Regions from separate parts of the Gasterosteus aculeatus genome. Here region 2 is linked to region 1. The links are chromatin contacts, called in public Hi-C maps. All regions are on one chromosome and are shown on one strand. Each heading gives the region's core, a stretch centred on a gene start, on an enhancer-like site or on the middle of the called end of the contact. The rest is flanking DNA. Distances are from core to core; before and after follow the strand shown. Region 1 overlaps LOC144410317 (a long non-coding RNA gene). Region 2 holds the start of LOC120822234.

Evidence for each region. Hi-C and Micro-C count contacts between places; a contact is called where the count stands out from the background.
Region 2: a Hi-C map of skeletal muscle shows a contact between it and region 1, with 6 times the contacts expected there. The contact joins the promoter of LOC120822234 here to the enhancer-like site in region 1. A contact is called at or near these places in 2 of 6 Hi-C or Micro-C datasets (both in skeletal muscle).

Annotation. Positions count from the first base shown.
Region 1 is chr7:7,815,180-7,818,051 of fGasAcu3.hap1.1, forward strand. All of the region lies in intron 2 of LOC144410317 (a long non-coding RNA gene), which reads right to left. Among protein-coding and RNA genes, the nearest start is that of col25a1, 29 kb to the left of the region's middle. Within about 2 kb of position 1,287, at least 1 of the 9 cell types and tissues checked has open chromatin away from gene starts, as enhancers often do.
Region 2 is chr7:7,853,856-7,856,732 of fGasAcu3.hap1.1, forward strand. It overlaps LOC120822234, which reads left to right and starts at 1,569. Exons shown (of 4, transcript XM_040181737.2): 1 at 1,569-1,959; 2 at 2,291-2,341; 3 at 2,462-2,613; 4 at 2,712-2,877. The coding sequence starts at 2,328.

The sequences.
Region 1 (2,872 bases), core at 37-2,536:
ATCCCATGTTCACTTCAAGTTGAAGCCAAACACAAGGGGTTTACTTTTACTTTTCTGTCATTTTTACGAGGATGTGTTTTGAAAAAGTTATTGAGACCTACAGAGCTAACTGCACTATAGAGGGATTCAATAAAGAAACCATATTATGTTGCAGATAGAGAATGTTAAATCATATCGTCAAGTTAGTGAAGACTGGATATGGATCATTCCATTAAGCTATACATCCTGACATTTCATAGCTCCATGGCCGATTCTTGGATTGGAAAAAAAACATTTTGTCCCAATAGATTTCCCCCTGACCTAATAAGGGGATGTTATAATTTTGTATTACAATATTTTTTTTATAAATTGGCTTTGACCAAGGAGTGATTAGAAGTCAGTTTCCTGGACTTTTAAAGATGCATTTCAAGTATCATAATTCTACTTTTAAAACGGAACATCTGTAAAAAATCACTTTGAGTGTCTCTTGGATGGCTCGATTTGCCGTTTTTTTCCCCACGTCATTATTTCATTATAGGACAGATGAGGTCCCCCTTCTTCTTGAATACTGTACAATCATTGCTGATGAAATTTAATTATTTCCTGTCAGAAGCCTTTTGCTTCTTCAAAATGTTTTGGCATTCGGAAGAGGGGTGGAGTTTCTGGGATCTTACGAGAGGGACCACACAAGAAAACGTGTGAACGAGGAGGTTATTAGGCGGAGAGAAGATTGATTTTCCGGCAAGCCAGTAAAACTCATCAGAAATACATCCAAAATATCTGGGCTCAGAACCGCAATTGAGCAAATGAAGGATTATCATTTGACCCGGCAGCCTTCAAAAGAGTGATCGGGTTTGAATTAATTTTTACGAACCCCACCGTTCAACTAAAATAGGATTCTTCACTACCAGACTGGGACCCTTTTCAGTCACCGTGGAGCCGAGCATATGGTGTCTGCAGACTTTAAAGGCCTGGGCCACCAGTCTAATTGTATAGCCTGAGCAGAATGCACAGGGCTATAGCGTCTGCCTCAGAGACTTAAGCACATGTGAGGGCAACCCACGAGTGCCAACTGAAAGCCTTGCACTGCTGCAGGCGATGCAGTTCAACACAAAAATGGCCCTGCAGCATCAAGCTGTTCATTGACAGACCAATGCTATTTGGCTGTTAACAGGTCCCCAGCTGCTGTCTGCTGTGTGTGTTTTTTTTTAGGTCTGCGGATGCTCAGGAGCATGTGTGCAGCACGGATGTTGGCATGAAAGCGCCAGAGGCCGCCCGAACACAAGCTGCCACCAGAATAAAGAGGCAACGGCGAGCGTTTATTTAGACAGCTTGTGTCTACGACAGGCGGCATGCAGACCACAAGCTGCAGGGCTGAAGTGACTGAGCGGGCTCGTTTGCACATAAAAAAGCCCTGTGCAGGGATTGGGTTACGACTGGATTAGGGTCTGGGACTGGTAGCAGCTTTGCCACTTTGCTGGTGGGGCTTTCCACGGTCTGATGCAAACTGTACTTCATAAGGTACATGAAAAGCACAAACCCCAGAGAAAGATGAAAAATGTGTTTACCAAATTCTCACTGTCTTAATACAGTTATTAGACACACATTTGATTTCTTTTGATATATCTGTGGGAAGCTGTAACTATTGCAATGGATGCTAGGACGATGTCAGCCCACAGGGGAATTAAGTTGGGAAAGCCACTGAAGCGTGTCTCCAGCAGGCGTACTGGCTTTTTCATCTCCACGCGGGAGTCAATGGTGGGAATGGGTGGTGGGAATGCTTGAGGTTTTGGTTTCCTTCCCGAAACCTCCTTGGGTCACCAATATCATTTCAGTAATTACTTGGGGTGGTAACAATTAAGTGCAGGTGGGTTCTTGATGGCACCCTGCTGAACTGGCTCCCCACCAGTGATCACACACACACACACACACACACACACACACACACCATACCGCATGAACGCCACTTCCAGTAACCAATATCCGTAGCTGTCGTTATCAGCGTGAGTACTGCAGTGACTCATGTTCACACTTCTTTACTTCTGCGCTCGGCTGAACAAAGAAACAAAAACTGCTCAGAATTTGTGACAAAAGAAACAAAAACACAAAGAGCAAAACATGCAAGTGAAGCAACTTCACAATGACGAACACTTTTGAGCTTCCTTTCATTGTGGGAATGATTTAGAAGTGAATTAGAAGGGTACGTTCCACAAAAACAGCATTTTAGGAGATGATTAATGTGCGTTTTGCTGCTACTAGAACTATGGCAGATGTTCCTAACAAGCAGTTTATTCAATATGTAATTAACTGAGCAGTAGAGATGAAGATGGCTTTCCTTTAATGAAATGAATGAAACTTAAAAAATAGGGGATTGTTTTTAAAAAAACAAACCAAACATGTTCACAGGCCTGTGCTGGAAGTAAATAATGATCATCTAACACACTGCACCTCATTTTTGCGAGCATGCCGCGTAGACGTGTCTTTAATAATGTAGGACCTTTGTTCTGGAAGTGACCGATTTGCTGACAGTGAACAATGGATGCAAGAACTCTTTGCACTGTTTGCAGGTTTTGGAGGTGGTTCAAACTTTCGGTTGGCAATTTTTGGGAAGTTTGAAATAAAAGACACGTAGAGTGGTGAATGAGAATACTGCCCGTACAAGTGCACAGGTTTGTCCCTGTGACGTACACTAAGCTTGAAATGGAGGCAATTATTAAAATTGTTAGTTTTCAAAACATAGCAAAATGATTCCATTCTGCATTTTATTCATAAGGCAGCCATTTTTTTCTACATGATTTAGTTGAGTTCCACTACACCATATGACTTACATAACAGTACGAATACATCCAAACTATTCTCTGAACTGTTGGCAGTGACGATCAAACGTGCTATC
Region 2 (2,877 bases), core at 319-2,818, 39 kb after region 1:
CAGTCTGTAAACCTTCTGTCCTGGTTGATGCCGTGAATTCTGATCAGATGGCAGTAAATATCCATCCAGACTGAAGTATTACTCGCAAAGACTGTGGAATGGGGCTAAACGTGCACCTCAGATGGTCTGCGAGGAATTGGTTTAAATGTTTCTGCACTTTATTCACCATGCTCCACATTCATAACTCAACTCTTTATATGAATGGCACAATGATAACAATCTAATATATATTTACTCAGTTTACAGAAGCCTCAATAGAAATAGTCCCCTCTGTGCCAGAAGGCTGACAATTCAATTCAACGTGCCCTGCTAGTTTGAGCTATATTTAATGAACAGCCATATATGCATCTATCCACACACAGCATGCTGTCTTGAGTCATAATCAATAAGTCGTTCTTCATATGCAGTCCCGAATTTAAAATAAGGACTTCATTATCCAGAAACCTCCCCATGCTCCTAACTTGTTATTTTGAAGTTTCTCTTCACAGCCCTTTTGCCTTTTCATTTCTGTGAAAATAGTTCTTTACTTCAAAGAACTGTTTTCAATGTGGGTTTTACTTATCAGTGCAGTTTTCGTCTTTTTTGTAGTTTATGGCTGGATTAATACTTTAGCTCTCAGATGTTCTACATTCCAATATTTCAAGTCCTATCTAATCCATCAGGTTTTAAGATGATATAATAAAATCAGCATCTCTCTGGCACGCAATTCAGAACTAAGTAAAATAAAAATTGCATTTATTTTTTTTGCACCTTGTCAGAGGCAAATTAACATAAACCATCCTAAAGCAATTTCATTTCATTTGTTTGCAGGGACAGCGAGGCAGTATTGTGTTGTTGCACAACCCTCAGAAAATCAGACCCTATTTGTCACGATTCTTCATACAGGGAGAATTCCACGAGACAGCAAATGGCCACAGGTGACTCTGATTATTCTACCTGATTATTCTCAGGTGAAAGACTGCTTGGTTGATGTGACCCTCGCTGGCTCTGCTCCACCTGAGCACAGGGCGAATCAGTCACAATCACTGGCAGCACCTGTGTGTATGTATTACTATTTGATGTTTGCTGTCACATCGGTTTTATCTATGTTTTGGTTTGTGCTGTTCTAGGCCAAATAAAAAAGCATTGTTGTAACTCATACATGGTTTAACTCATGTCATGTCATGTCATTATGTCATGTCATGTCATTATGTCATGTTCAGTAAAAGATCTGTGTATTGTGCCTTTTTTTGCCAGGAAAAAAATATATATATAGGAGTTATAACAAAATGTGGACCAGGAGCTGAGATTCGGACGCCACCTACTGGACAAATACAGAAACGCCCTTGATGTTGTAGGTTCCATAATCCATAATTTAACATTTGTACGAGGAGAAATCCCCATGCGTGCAAGTTCAGCAGTTCACGAGGTCAACATCCCCCCTTCTCTCATTTGCGAGCCTTCTTTACAACCGTTCCTCTTTTCCTTTTTTTTTGGGACCAACACAAAGTGACAGATGGCTTCCTGCGACAAGGTCACGTTGCAGAACGCACGACCGCACTTTGCATGTTCAGCAAAAAAAAAAAAAAGAGCTCGGAATAAAAATCCAGTCAAACGCAACATCATCTCATGAGGGTGCCAAACTCCTCGGTATATTAAAAAAATGTATATCTCTTCCACTTTGTGCAACAACTTCAGGGCTATTTGGAACCTTCCCTCGCAGTCCTCCCCTTGACAACCGGCCTGCATCACAATAATCCACTGGTGTTTATTTTTAGAAGCGCTCGGCCGCTGCACACGCACACGCACACGCGTGATCCTCCGGTCAATAATTCATACGTCGCGGCCGCGGCAGCGGCGCGAAACACACTGCGGCTCCAGCCAGGACGGCAAACAGCGCAGCGCGTGACGAGAGACGCGCCAAAACTACTGCGAGGCGGGAAAAGGACGCAGCGACACGCCACGCGGGCCCCCTGTGAGGTGAGCGGATCGGTCGGAATTGAGGTTAAGCTGTGGTGAGGAAGACGCAAAATATAGTTGGACACCAGCTTGTTTTTTTTTCAAAATGTCGTTTTCTTTTAAATGGAAGGTGTCTGATCTGTGAGTGAGGAGTTTTGTTGAGAAGGTGGATTCATACTGTGTGGTCAGGTGTTACCCCTGCAGGGCTGGGAGCTGATTTAAACATTAAATTAACTAAAGTTTGATTATCTTTGTGGGCAGGTAAGTGCTAAATCAGGGAAGACAAACAATCGCAGTGTTTTTTGACAATATCCGTAACAATTAAGACATATCTCATCATTTTGTCTCACAGAGTGACTAATCCTCAACTGAAAAGGACAAGTGACAACATGACCACTATGAGGTATTATCTTACGTTTTTGTCTGGACACGTCAGATTGAAACTACATTTTCTCAATTAAAACTAAACATGTATAAAAAAATTAAAAAAAATTAAAAACAGCCAAATTACCATGTGTTTCAGGTCAATCTACCAGACCCACAAATGGATCAAACCACCTCCACCACCATCGGCGACTCCCAAAGGCCACCGGAGAGGCAGCGGCAGCATCGCACAGATGTACTTTGAAGCAAACCAGAAGACATCCAGGGAGGACTACACAACAGTGTACCAAAGTAAGCAGTGTTCAGCATCGGTACCTGTTCTATTGAACCACAGACATACATGCACCCCCCCCCCCCCCAGGTTCACTCTCGCTGTCGCTTATTTTCAGGGGATTTCCCAGTGTGGAAAGTGCAAAAGTGCCTCCCGTTCAAGCAAGCCAACAGCTTCCAAGTGGAACTGGGATTAGTTCTCACCGACGATCCCTCCAAAAGTCGCTCTCAGAAAAATTCGGTTCAAGGTGGAGCCAACTCGAAGCCGGTCCCACCTTTTGAAAG